Linked DNA regions of Anas platyrhynchos: region 1 is linked to region 2. A link is a contact called in public Hi-C data. All regions are on one chromosome and are shown on one strand. The core of a region is the stretch at or near the end of the contact, and the rest is flanking DNA. Distances in the headings are between cores, read along the strand shown. Region 1 overlaps SLC12A8 (solute carrier family 12 member 8). Region 2 overlaps ITGB5 (integrin subunit beta 5).

Region 1 (6,816 bases), core at 1,526-4,025, 170 kb after region 2:
ACCAGCAGTACCCCCAGGAGAGCACCGGCTATCCCAGTCACAGGACAGCCAAGGGAAGAAATCCTTCACAGGCCTCGCCGTCGGAGGAAGACGTGAGGACAAACGTTTCTTTCCTAGGCTCTGTGAGAACAGCGTCAGAAAGCTAAAACAGAAGCGGGTGACACGGAGGATGTGGTTTGTGCGGGGGAATGATCCCAACCAGAAGCGCTCCAGCAGCAACAGCCTAGGGGCTGCAGCGGGCTGGATGCAGGCAGGGGCTGTGCTGGGGGCCTCGGCAGGCTTCAAAGCCTCCCCACATCCCTGGGAGATGAACTGCCCGGGTTCCTGCAAGGAGAGGGGCTCAGCCCCACTTGGACAGCTCTGTGCTCACCCTAAGTGAGCTGCAGAATGGGGGTCCCAGCCCAAGCAGTGCCCAGGCCTCAGTTCCTCAGCCAGACCCTCGCCTTCCCATTATTTAACTCCCTGCCACAACAAAATCCTTATTTTTTTTTTTCCCCAGGAACATTCCAGGCATTTAAGAGGCTGTAGCTGGGGCACTTTTCCTTGTATTGCGACTCCTTTCATCTCACCAACAAAACAAAGCAGGACCAAATTAACACCAGATCTCCCCCAAAATAACCCCACCCCACCCAATTTAATCCCACGGCCGATTTGCTTTAGCGGGGTACCTGCGAGCAACTGCCAAAACAGGAAAGCAGGCGCCTAATTGAAGGGAGTATTTGGGAGTCACCCTACACAAAAATTAGCAGAGATATGCTAGGAAAATAAAAGTGTGGGCATTAACAGCAGTCTTATCTTCTTTTTCCATGACTCTAATGTTCAGTACGTGAAGAGGCCAAAAAGCTTCACATGCTGTTCTGAGGAGCTGCTCACGGACAGTGTCCTCTCTTTTATGTTCACTGCTTCCCCCAAAATGACTCGGGCTGATTCTGAGGTCTGCACCTACAGAATTAAAACAAACAGGCCAAGAAACCCCAGCACTGCTGCTCTGCCTGGAACCTGTTATTCGGCAGTGTAGCAAGCACAAGGTCCCAGCTGTGGGCCAACAAGCTGAACACTGATCTTAATTCACCTGCATTAGGTTTGGCAAGAAAGCAAGGCAGGAAGGTAACACGGGGACTCCATTTCTGGAGGTAAGACTGAGTTTTAAGGTGAGAGGCTGGAGACAGCTCAGAGCCTGGATTTTAGCTAGCACAAGAGCCCCTCTCCTCAACACTGCCCTTCGCAGGGATCCCAGTGTGGGACTATGACCCATCACTGGGGGAAGCACTGGCTGGGTCCAAGGTGGGGATTTAGGATCAACTCCAAAACCAGACAGTCCAACCTCACTCTTCCTGCAGCCTGACCTGCAGCACCCCAGCACACCCTTGGGTCATATCCAACCCCCCAGCATCCACCTCCTGCCCTGGAGATGGGTCAGGAGGACACCTCCTGTGCCCACCAGGCACCCAGCATCACGCTCCATGGTGCTTCAGGCCAAAGTCCCTGCCTGGGGTTCAGCACCTAAAGGAGGATCCTGGGCTTGGGACCACACCAGCATGCAGAGAGGAGCCAAAGTCCTTGGGGCCAGGAGCAGGGACACTGCAGCTGGTGGTCACAGTGCTCAGGTAGGTTTGCTTAAAAACAACAGCGATCCTCACCTTTCTTCTTCCCTTTTGTTAGTTTTCCCCCTTGTGTTTAAAATACACAAACACTCGTTTTTCCTGCCCTCGCTCTTTACAGCTTCTCCTCCATGTGCCACTGCAGCTTTTCGAGGTTCCTGGCTCCCCTCGGAGGCCGAGCCCTGCAGTCTCCGCATGGGACAGGAGCATCTGGAGAAGGGACCGGCACTGCCCGGGCTGGCTGCAGGACAAGCCACAGCGAGAGAGAGAGAGAAAGGAGAAATAGCAGCGGGAAGCCCTGCTGAGAAGCCCCTTTTGTGTAAATACTGCCTGTCCTCCGACTAAAAATAAAGGCAAACCACAGGAAGGGAGTGAGTGCTTGGCCCACATCCCACGTTGTGTGCGCCTGGGTGTGAGATTGGGGAACGGGGGAGACAAGTGAGGGGCCCCCATCCAGTGCAACCACACACAGGCACGGGCTTCAGGCCTTCAGCATGGACAGGCATTCCTGCAGATCACTGCAATCCAAACAATCACTGCTTGGCAGAGGCACGGGTCTTCAGTGTTCACCGAGCACTTGGAGCAAGGGGAAATGCTCCCAGCACAGCGGTGGGAGGGCTGCTGTGTGCCCAGTGCACAGCTGGGGAAACTGAGACCCAAAGCTGCCAGCAGAACTGTGGAAACCTGCCATAAACAAGGAAGCAACCCAAACCTTTGCAGCTCACAGGTCCTTCCTCCAAAATTACCCCTTCAGTGTGTGTGTAATGCTTTCCCTTGCATTTATGGATGCTGCTGTAGCCAATTAACCAGACCTGAAACAACCGTACACGTGTGAAGCCTGCAGACAGCTGATCACAGGTGCTCAAGGAGGGAAAGGCTGCAGCTAACTGCTGCCCACAAACAAAAGGACTTCTTGCTGTCACTGAAGGCCAAAGGTAATAATTTCTGTCCCCTGAGCCGTATGGTTCCCAGTGCCTCCCCCAGGGTGGCACTCAGACACGCTGCACCCCGCTACCTGCGGACAAGGGATGGTGTGATGGGTACCGACCCCAGTACATCCCAGCCATTTGTGGGGTGCTGGCAGGAGAGGCGTTTTGCCAAGGGGTGCAACAGAGGCAGGAGGCTGACCCTGACCTGGCCAGCTGGGGAGGATGAGGCTGGTGGAGGCTGGGGCTCACCATCGGTGCTGACACACCACTCAGAGGCCTGCTGGGGAAATGCAGCGCCGTGCCGGGCATCCAGCCTGAGCTCGGGATCATTCCCTCAAACAGAAGCTGTCTAAAAATAAGACAAGACAGCGCAGCTCTTCCCAGCCAGGCCACAGACCCGGCCATGTAGGCACAGAGCAGCTGGGCAGAATCTGGCCCTTCCTCGGGTCCCACACCCTCCTCTGCCACCCGCCACGGCTCAGCCACCTCATTCCTGCTCCTTTCTCTATTTTCTGTCAGAAGAAAATGGCTCAGCCATCACCAGTGGATGAAATCAAAGACAGCTAACGCTGACCTCAGCTCGGCCGTGCCTCCTGCTGACGCATGTACTCCTCTCTCTCCTCCTGGTCCCACCTTTGCTTCCCTATCGTCATCCCCCACCCTGAGCATTCCCCTTCTGCCCCTTATCAGAAAGGTCTCTGGGGCTACATGAAAGGTCTCCTCGGTGCACAGCTGGAATCTAAGCCCCTCCAGCTGAATTCTAGCTGTAAGAAGCTTGTCACAACTGGAGATCTTCCCCCTCAAGCTATTTCAGCAGGTTTCCTGAACCCCTGCCTAAGATCCTTTCGGATGCAGGGGAACCCAAGAAAAAGGTGACACCTTCTGTTTACTCAGCTAATTGCACTCGGTGATTGCTGGAGTGCTGGCTGCAGTGCTCCTCAACTCCCCGCAGCCTGCAGCAGGTTTCCCCATAACACCTCTCTCAGGATGAGGATGCAAGGAAGGGAAAGAGGATTTGGGGAGCCCCATCCCTCTGCCTTGCCAATGCCCAGCTGCCCCATGCTGAAGACCCCACTGCAGGCTGCAAACAGGCAGGGGAAGGTTAATGGGGGAAACTCTTCGGAACCCCAGCAACTCTCTTCCCCACCTCACCTGTCCCTGTCCTGAGCAGCACATAGATGATGCTTCCTCAGCTGGGAAGCCTGGGGCCAGCACTGACCACACACCGCAATGCCAGGGCTTAAGGGATGCCACACACCTCCTGTGAGAAAATCTCCATGCCAAGTTGGAGCTGCAATAGTCACGGTGCTGGGCAACCTGCTCTGGGTGGCCCTGTATGAGCAGGGGGTTGGAAGAGATGACCTCCAGTGGCCCCTTCCAACCTCAGCCGTTCTGTGATTCTGTAATCTTACGTTTTCCCCAGCACAATACTTAATGCAAAGTCAAACAGCAAGCAGGTTACAAACCTCAATCACAAGCACAGCAGCTCTCAGTTGCTAGAAAACCTTCAAGGGCAATACAAGTATAACAAAAGCACATGTTAAAAGCTGGATTCCTCAGGTTAATTGCCAAATTAATGACTTATCTTCAGGTAATGCTCTGGAAAAACTTATTCCTTGCAAAATTAGGGGTCATCTCTTACAGACTTGGTACCAAAGCACAGGAAAGCCACATCTGGCAGCCCTGAGCTCTACCTCTGTCTGGATGTACACCTTCACAAAGACCCCTATAGAAAAAAAAAAACACAAACATACAACCAAGGTGCACTGATCCCAAAGCTCAGGACCCCCGGCTTTACCTGGATCAAGGTGCGAAAAGGACCCGATGACAAAGTCCAGCGTCGAGACAGCCAGCAGCAAGAGCAGCAGGAGCTGGAGGCGGATGATCCACTTCACTCCTGCCAGGTTGATGCCGAGCAGCCCCAGCAGGACGGCCAGGGAAATGCCCCGCACTGCCCAGATGTTGCTGAGGCTCAGCACATCCGCGATGGACTCCGCAAAGCCCGTGATGTACATGGCACCTGCAACACACTGAAGGACAGCAGTCTGTGAGCATCCCGTGGGTTTAGTACCCACAGCAGGCAGGCATTTGTTATCACACGACAATATTTAAGGCAACTCTGACCCACAGGGACTGAACCTTATTACTACAACAGAGCCCGCTGTCAGGGCAGTATGGGGAAGGCAGCACATGTTCTGCTTGGGTAAACACAGCAGCAACCAGCAACTTCCCACTGGCTTTAAAATTTACCCTCAATTAACTTCCCAAGAGAAACCCCCCTGACATATCCAAGGAAGAAAAGGATGGGTCAAGCTCTGTAAGCTTCTTCCCTTCTCCTATTTCTCTCAAAGAAAGGCTCTTGGTCAAACACCTGCCTGAAGAATGGCTGCATGCCTCCCCCTTCACTGCCTCCTAAGGTTTATTTTTAACTCAGTATTTCGTTTGGATGCAAAGCCTGATGTTTCACCGGCTCCCCATCTTGCTACTGGAAGGCAGCCTGCACACTTGAGGAGAGCACACTGTGCAGCCCATGCCCCCTGAGCACTTGGGAAAGCCGTTTGTTTTTCTTGCTGCAGAGCAGGATGAGCACCCTTCCCAGGGTGGCTGGCAGGCTGCAGGACAGGACAGCTGCAGTGCAGGAAAACCACTGCAGGTTCAGGCCTCAGATCACCCTGCAGGGCAGGGTAATTCCTCTCTTGGGAGAGCATCATGCCTTCGGGGATCTGAGCCTCCTGACCCACCAGCCTGCTCTTTTGCTTAGGTGACAGCAGCCAGGTGACAGGGAAGAGATGAGCTTCATCATGCACCTGGAAAAAGTTTCTGATCAGTGCATGCTCGTGCACTGTTTTAGGCAAACAACATACATGGGATTCACCTGTTTGGGCTCAGACACCTCCAGGACCACCAAGCTGCAGAAGGATTCATTTCCACCACAGGCAGACATCTCATTAAAAAAAAAAACAGGGGGCACACACGTCCTAAACTATGTTCCTATCATTTACTCTGATGTCAGCTTAAATGCTTGCAAGCGGTTAAGACATAACATTATTATTTTTCTTCTCATAAATGTCATTATCCAGATAGTCTAGACAAGAAAGTTAATTGTCCAGGAAAGTGATTAGATCGGCCTATATACGCTGGTTTTTCGAGTGTGAAAATGAGCTAGTCTCCACAGAATACATTTAAGCCTCATGATTTCAATGCCTGCAATAGCTGTACTTCTTGGAGAAACCAGATTTATGCGACAGTTCTAGCAGAACAGACCTCGCACAAGTCAGGTGAACTACACCCTGAAATAGTCTTTTTCTTGCTGATAGCCCCACCATAAACATCTCCACCAAAGACATCTCAGGCCCTGCAAAGTGAATGCCTTGCTTTAGCACCAATACATAAAAATCTGTTTGTTTAGGCTCATTCTATATCCCCAAATAAGTGGATTTTCTCTTCTTGTGTTTGGCACAGCCTATGTGCCACCACTAAGAGGACAACACATGTACTGCCCACACACACTCTTCTCAAAACAGGCTCTCTGCTGAGCTGGCTGAGGTTGAACCCTGAGCCCACACAGCTCCAAGGGGGCACACAAACACTGCACTTCAGATTTGAAGTAAAGACAAAACCATAAAAAAAAAAAAACAAAAAAAAACCACCAGATTCTAACTCCAATAAATGTATTAAAACAAGGTGTGGTGGCTGTGTCTCACACGAAGAAAAGCACCACAGGCAGCAAGCAGGATGGTTGCACTCCCAGTTCTGACCAACACCATTTTTTGAAGGAGTTAAATAAGATTGCTTTACTTCCCTAACACCAACTGCAATGTGCCACTTCTCCGTGTTAGGAGGACACTTGGAAGGAAGTAGGCCAGGAGAGAACTTGTGATAGCCTCAACATGACAAATGTTCTTGAAACCTTCCCCTCGATAAAACACGAGCATCACCAGCAGACCAGGTGGTCGGGTGCTGCAAAGCCCCCCCCTGCACCTTGCACAGCAGTGGCCATCACCGCAGCAGCACTGCAAGAAAGGCTTCTTTCTCAGGGTTTGAACTACCCATCTTGAAATCAGAAGTGAACTACACTGAATGCTTGAAGCAGTCAGCTTGCGTTTGCAAGCCACACATTTTGCTGGGTGAAGAACATAGTGGGTTTTCCACACCCAGACAAGTGCTGCCTCATCTTAGCTTTTAGCACGAAGCGATCTTAGGGCTAGAAAATGTTTCCTTGCACAAACAGTTCTCACTGTGAGCCACTCCAGACAAGGAGACTGCAGAGAAAAGCACCAAACCCC
Region 2 (7,268 bases), core at 703-3,202:
ATAAATCTGTTACTGTGGAAAGAGTATTAGAATTTTCTCTGTGTATGTTTTGTTTTTTCCTTGGGGCTTTTGTTTGGTTAAAGATTCTTATGTACCATGTTTAGATGGAGTTTTCCACGTATAGGAAACGTGAAGGTTCTTGTGACCACCTTTCACCACTGGAACTTGATGAGTGTGTTGTCTCCTGTGAGCTGCCCTGCAATGGTCTGCGAGTCAGGATACTTTGCATCAACTTCTAAGAAGTTTCAATCCTTTAAAGTGAATGTGGGTTCAGGGATTTGTTTGCTGTTTCTCATTAATTCCCTAATATCCTTGAGGCATGTAGCAGAAGCAAGGCTTTCTCGCTTAAACTGCTTTGCAGAAAACTGCTTTGTCCACCAGGTGGAGCCGAGGCTCTATTTTTCAAGATGGTTGATGCCCTAGCCCTTCTGTAGCCGATAGTTTCCACTGTTGATGCCAACTTGAGATATGCTTAAGATGAAACTTACCTGGTTTTCAACAACTTGCTCCCTTGTGATGCCATAACTTAGAGTTTACTAGACAGCTGCTTCAGATTTGGGTTTAGCACTGCGTGTTTTAGTAGGGTCACTGTTAGAGCACAAGCAGAACTTGGTGAGTTCAGTGTTTTCCACTAATCATGAAGTATGCATCTGAAATCTATGCAGCTAAAACCATGAGGAAGATCCGAGAGCTACTTTATCAGGCCTCTGGTGGAAAAAAAATAGCCACTGAATTTGGAGATATCGATGTGATCTAATATCTTGTTACTTTGGGAAGGTATTTGCAACTCAACTTTATGAAACAAGTTCTGAGCAACAGATCGGAAAACTATTTCTCAGTCCTGTGTTGTGCACTGAGTAAGTCACGGAAAAAGTTGTATTCCAGTGCTTCATTTGACACCAGCGTCACAAACATTTCAATTAGCAAAACAAAAACATGTTACCTCCTACATGCATTCTTGTGTCCGGATGATTATAGTATACAGGCATGTGTGCCTTTTTTTGAGGCACCTGAAAATGATTAAAAATCCATTTCAAATTAAGAACAAATGTTAATTTCCTTGCTTGCCTCTGCTGCTCACATTCGTAGCATAGTTCCTGCTGTTGGTCCCAACTGTTTCTAACATGGGAACTAGGTCACAATTTACAAAACTAATTTGCATTATAATATATGAATCTGGAAGTGCAGTTCATTCTGTGCTCTGATCAGAGCCTCGTACGGAGGCTTAAGGCTGTATTTGACTTTGTTGATTGTCACATGATCTATGTTATCTGTCAAGTAAGCGTTTATACGAACTTGCTGTCCTTAATTCACTCTGGAGGATCGTTCATAGCAGAATGAAAAGATATTGTCCTTTTCATAATGGGTAAGGCTGCGGTCAAGTGATGTCAGTGCTTGCACCAGGACGACAGCTACCTTGCTGGTATTTCTGAGCAAGTCACCGGGGACTGCATGAGAGATCAGCCCAATCTGGAATCATTAAGGAATTGTTACGTAGCACACACATTTGTATGTAATTTTCACTGTATCTTTTTTGTTGTAGGCATTTCTGCCTAGAACAAGGAGAAGCAGCATGGGTACTTTAATCAGGATAGCTGATTAAGTACAGTGTTCTACTCAGACTTAAAATTCTTGCAAAAGTCTTGATAAACCCAGCATCAAACTAAAACACTTTAAATTTTTGTCCTTAAATGTACTTGTACATAACAGTGTCAACATGCTTTAGTAGCCAATAGTTGACAGGTCGTGTTATTGTTTCCATAAACTTCCATAAAAAGTTATTGGAGACCTAAATCCAGAAAAAAATGACTGCATCACTTCCCCTTAAATGTACTTGGAAAGCCTGTTGCTGTGGGTTCTTAGCAAGTGACACAAACATTACATTTAGGAAACAGTTAGAACCGAAGGAATGTGAAATACCCAGAGGAAGTTTGTTTCCATTTCTGAGTTTTGGAGGTCAGTGACTCAGGGAAATGGTCTGTTTTGGAAGACTTTTAATTGAACTGCAGACTAGACAGGGCTGGACATCTTGTTTGTTTGTAATCACTGTTAGGTCTTGGTTGGTCTGTATCACAGTGACAAGTAGAGCTTCGTGTTCGAACTCTGTAACAAATTAAAAGTCAGTTTGCTGCCTGCTCAGGCTTTGGGTTTTCCTCTGTCTTTTGACAGGTTCCTGCAGGCTGAAAGCAGTGACCCTGCCTGCTTGTCTGGGTCGACTTTGTCCTCGCTCTTGATTCTCCATTTCTGCATGACCCGTGTCATGCTCTGAACTCATAAGCTCGTGCTGTCCACGGTCAGGCTGTGAAAATGCAGGGTTACGTGTGGAGGCTGGCCAATACAGAGGAGAGGAGGAAGCCCGAACATGGATGTAGCTGTGAAGTTCTTGCTTAGAGCACAGCTTCCTGAGCAGTGATGAAAAATAAAGCCTCAGACCACGTGTAATTGTATGGCCATAGGCTGTGCTTAGGTCAAATAGATAATGCAGGAGCAGATGAGCAGTGCGGTCACTTTTGATCTCTCCCTGTAGAAATAATAGTAGCTATACAACAGACACTTTAACAAATAGGATTGTTTAGCTGGGGAAATTCTGCTGTGTTCTCTGCAGCTGATTATTTCTGCTCTGCTGAGAGGTGTCATTGTAGAGCTGAATGGAGAAGTTTCTGTTGTGCTGGGACCAGAGGACGACATCACTGCTAATGGGAATAGAGAAAGGGGCAGGATGAAATCAAAATCTCCCTTGTATTTGTGTTTTTTTTTCTTTTCTTTTTTTGCAGATGGGCAATGAAGAGGAGGAGGAATGACAGTGAGCTTAATTCCAATGTAAAGTATGTTCAGATCAGGAAACCATGCTGGAACCCACAGGAGATGCTGGGTTGCACATGTAGTTAGTTACCTCGCCTTGGTATTTCCTGCCAGACATCTTAGTGACACTCCTCGATACGCTAGCTCATTTGCTTTCCATGCAACTGGAGAAATGCAAGGTTAAATGCGTGCAGAAGCATGAAGCATTTGTGTTCTAAAGCTTGGGCTTAGCCTCCAGCTGTTGAACACCTTCTTACTGCATCATTGTAGGGGGCAAGAAGGCTGCCAGGAGGGCATGTATCACACCTGGCTTCTGTACATCACAGGCTGCAGAGAATCTCCATGCTAACAAGGCAACAAAGGCTGTGCTTGACCTTGACTTTTCCCAAGGTGTGACAAAATAGCACTTCCAGAAATGGGAAAACACATTGATGAGACACCAAGCGAGCCCCTGGTCCCAGGGCTGTGCAGCAGCAGCCTCCAGCTGTGGCTGTGGAAACATGGAGCTGATGTTGCAATGGCATCTGGGTTCCAAGTTGGCCAGACAAGAGCTGACATTTTCCATCACTATGTGACCTGCTGATGCCTTCTGCTTTAGCTTTCATTCAGGAATGCTAGCTGTGGTCAGGCTGCGTGTGTTTAGGGACACAAATAAATGGCTGCTGATTGAAATACACCATTCCTATGACAGAGCTTGGCCCTAACCTTGCCAAGGGTACAGGCAGATCTGCTTACACAGGAAAGTAATGCTTCTCACTCACAGCATCACTTCTTTTTTGTTTATTTTATTTCTAGATGCAACCTTAAGTAGAAGCTAAACTTGGAGGGAGAGACCATAAAAATTAAAAACATGCAATTGATTATTCATTTGTATAAAGTTTCTCTGGTACCTTCTCATATTCTTTTGTTAAAAGACAAGCCTGACCTACAGGCTCAATCCTTCCCCCACCCAGATGTGGTAGCAGACATCCCTGTAGGACACAGTGGCTTGCCCGTGGTGCTGCTCTGCCTTCAGTGCCCCAGTGCTGCCAGCCAGGGAGCAGGCAGCTGCTCGCTTGTCCCTGACAGCAACTGGCCCTATTTCCTTCTTGCTGGAATTACTCTGCACTTTCTCAGAAGGGTGCCACAGGACAGACTCCCATCTTTCACTTGTTCTCCATGTTATATACCCTGGCAACTCTTCGGAGCAGTTTGTTTCACAGCTGATTTTCCCCCCAACCCCATGAGCAGGGGAAGAAGCAAAGCTTTTCGTCGCATCTCCAGGTCCCTTCCTTTCCTTCTTTCCACCCTCCCTACCCGAGTAACCTCCTAGCAGGATCAAACTTCACATTGCTGGAGCTGCCACCATTGACTGTTCTCTAAGCACCAAACTAATGTGCTAGGAAATGCCACAGCTTAAAGGTAATATGCAAAAGAAATGCTGGAAAGGGGAGCACTGCCTGCGCCTTTCCTTTCCAAATGTAAAGGAAGAAAGCAAATGGTTTTCTTTTGTTTTTAAAATGCTTGGTCCCTCACAAACTAAAGGCAGTGGAGCTGTGTTCAAAGTTTGCTGCTCTGGGTGGCAAAGCTGGCACAAAGTTCCTGCCCTACCTTTCCCAGCACTTTCCTTCCTGCTCTCCCTTTCCGTGCCTGTGAACCTTGCAAGTGACCCAAGCTAAAACTTGATCTGTAACAAACAATCTGGCCTACTTAGGATGGATTTATTTTTTTCTTGGATGCAGTATTTTTTTTAACCTTGTGTTAGCAATGAAATTTCTCAAAGCAGTGCTAGGCAGCCCGATGGTGGTAAAACCAGACTTTTTCCTGGATAGCCCTTCCCAGGTGGCCGCACTATTCCCAGGGATTCAATATGCAACAGGGCAAATCACCTTAAGCTGCCCTCATTGCCTTTCATTAAAGCACCGTGTAGGAAATGTGCAGTTAGCGTTAGCTTCCCCTGAAGAGCACTTCTGTGCCATTGCTGGCTGCTGAAATCAGCTTGCCACTGCGACAGCAGCTGCTGCTGCCCCTTTGCTGTGCTCAGACCTTTCCTATTTCTTGTGAAAGCGCAGGGAGAAACCCCTGCACCTGCTGTGTCCTGGCTCTGGGCACGACGTGGCCAGTGGTGCACAGCCTTGGTGTGCCCCAGGCAGCTCTGCTCTTGTGCCAGCCTCGTTCCCTACCCTCTGCATTTCTGCTATATCAAACCACCCTTGCTAGGTCGGATTCAGTAACCATCCTGGATTAAAAAATGAAGTGTGAGGACAGAGTGCTGTTTTGTTTTGATTTTTAAGGCCACCTGATCAATTCTGATGCTGACAGCGTGTAACTTCCTGCGTTCTTAATCCCTGTCCCTGGCTATTTTTAACATGGTTTGTTGCGCTTCTTCAGTGCTGCTGGTAGGAGGAGGGGGACCATAAACTTCTTGAAGGAAAGCTGTTTATACTGAGCAAATAAGGGCTCCTGTTTATAGAGGCAAAAACAAATATATAAAAAAAAAAATCCGGAAGGATGGGCCCGTGGCTGTCTTCCAATGAGAAAAGCAAGTCAAAACAATGAACGCCATTTGTTTTTGCTTTTCCCTGGCAAGCTTCCTTCAGCTGACTATTGCATGATCTGTTCAGGGTGAAGAGGGAAAAAAAAAAAAGCCAAAAAAAATAAAAAGCAGTAGCAATTGCTCTGGCTTCTCTCTCCTGCCTTCTGCTGAAGTCCCAGTGCAGAGCTCGTGGGGGTTTAAAGCTGCAGCTGTCATCTGGGGTAATGCAAACCCCAGCTTCAGAGGAAAACAGATGGGGCAAGAGGAACAGTTTCAGGGGAAAAAAACAAAAACAAAACAAAAGTTCTGAAATAAAAACGCTGGGCCTTAACCAGCTCCCTGCCCGGCCAGAAGCTGAGGCTAGACCCCCCAGCTCAATTCTGTGTTAAAACCTCGGATATGAAATGCTCAGAGGGAGATGTGTGGCCAGCAAGCTGAGCTAGCAGCCGCCCAGGCTGGATGCCTACTTGCAAAGCCCAAGGAGTCAGTGCTGAACATTTCCTCAGCCTAAACTCCCATTTCCCTCGGGCTTCCCCCAGCCTTCCTGCTGCTCCACAGAGCAGCTACACTGAGTGTGAGCGCTGAGCGATGTCTGGCAGTCCCCACCCTTGGTCAACAGCGCGGCGTTAAACCAACATACCTTCTGCAGCCGTCACCGCGGCTCCGGTTCCTGTTTGTGTCCTCATGCTGGGACTGATAAGGTGCTACTGATAAATAAATAAGACAGCACCCGTTTTCCTTGCAGGAGCACGCCCCGTCTCAGTCTGTCCCTGCGGGGCTCAGCAAGGAGATGACAAACTCCGCTCACAGCATCATGTATGCACAATAGTTTTATTTTGTTTTTATATAAAAAAAAATCCTAAAGACTGCAGAATTCTTGTATCCTAATTTCTTATACAAATGCTTCCAAAACCCTTCTCTTTTCTTTAAGCTAATTCCCCCCCTAACAACTTGCAATGGCGTGGGGTTCCCCTGATTTTGGCCTAGTCCCCCTTTCTAGTGGGATGGGATATGTCTAAAGCTGCAATATGGCACTTGGTTCACTTAGTTGGCAGGTTTAATATATCCGGAAAGCTGGGCTGTGGAGCCTCACGTGGCTCGGAGTCCACGAGCACAGGCGGTGAGCCTGCCTTGGCGTCGGCGTGTCCCCAGACAGCACGCTACTCTTCTCCTCACTGTGCAAATAACAGGCTTCCGTCATCGACCAGTCCTGTTGTAAGGTATTCCCTCCCCTGAAGAGGATCGGTCCCGTCTTCAAGTCGGGAGCAGCAAATACAGTCAGGCAATTGTCCACAGCAGTCCCACGTGCTGAGGCCTGATCAGTCAACCGTACCATTGTAGGACTTGTTGAGCTTGTTGAACGTAAACTCCACGTTATGCGTAGAAATGGGCTTTCGGTAGAGGGGGTTGGATGCCTGTGGAGAAGTAAACGAAGGGAAAAGGTAAGGAGCAGAACCTGTGGCATGGCAAAGATGTGTGTAATCGCACAGGATTACAGAATGGTTTAGGTTGGAAGGGACCTATACAGACCGTGGGCTGGGACCCTTCACACTAGGCCATGTTGCTCAAAGCCCCATCCAACCTGGCCTTAAACGCTTCCAGGGATGGAACAGCCACAATTTCACTTCCATCCTCCCCTTCCTGCTCTATTTACTTCAGAGATGATAACTGCATTTGGCTTTGACCCACCTTCTGTCCCATCTGTGTGCACAAAGTGACGCCCTCTAATGCTGACCAGCCCCATGGGCAGGAAGCCTCCCCACAATGCTTCCTTGTAGACCTGGCCACCTGAATTTCCAGACAGCACAGTACACACATCCATCTCTTTTCTCCATCACTGCAGAGCTGTTTGCTGCCAGCTATGCTGAGAGATCCCCCCCAGAGCCCCAGCAGCACCCCAGGGCTCACCATTTCGTATCTCGCCCGGGAGCGTTCGCTCTGGAAGCGGTCG

The links. Hi-C and Micro-C count contacts between places; a contact is called where the count stands out from the background.
Region 1: a Hi-C map of subcutaneous adipose tissue shows a contact between it and region 2, with 2.6 times the contacts expected there. The contact joins two enhancer-like sites. A contact is called at or near these places in 2 of 8 Hi-C or Micro-C datasets (skeletal muscle and subcutaneous adipose tissue).

Annotation. Positions count from the first base shown.
Region 1 is chr7:16,614,451-16,621,266 of IASCAAS_PekinDuck_T2T, forward strand. SLC12A8 (solute carrier family 12 member 8) reads right to left here. Exons shown (of 13, transcript XM_072040812.1): 5 at 4,329-4,560. Among named protein-coding and RNA genes, the nearest start is that of SLC12A8, 13 kb to the right of the region's middle. Within about 2 kb of position 2,776, at least 3 of the 8 cell types and tissues checked have an H3K27ac peak or open chromatin away from gene starts, as enhancers often do. A contact at or near this core is called in subcutaneous adipose tissue, where this site is marked.
Region 2 is chr7:16,440,914-16,448,181 of IASCAAS_PekinDuck_T2T, forward strand. It overlaps ITGB5 (integrin subunit beta 5), which reads right to left. Exons shown (of 15, transcript XM_038182240.2): 14 at 7,226-7,268; 15 at 6,130-6,732. The coding sequence ends at 6,637. Among named protein-coding and RNA genes, the nearest start is that of UMPS, 11 kb to the left of the region's middle. Within about 2 kb of position 1,953, at least 2 of the 8 cell types and tissues checked have an H3K27ac peak or open chromatin away from gene starts, as enhancers often do. A contact at or near this core is called in subcutaneous adipose tissue, where this site is marked.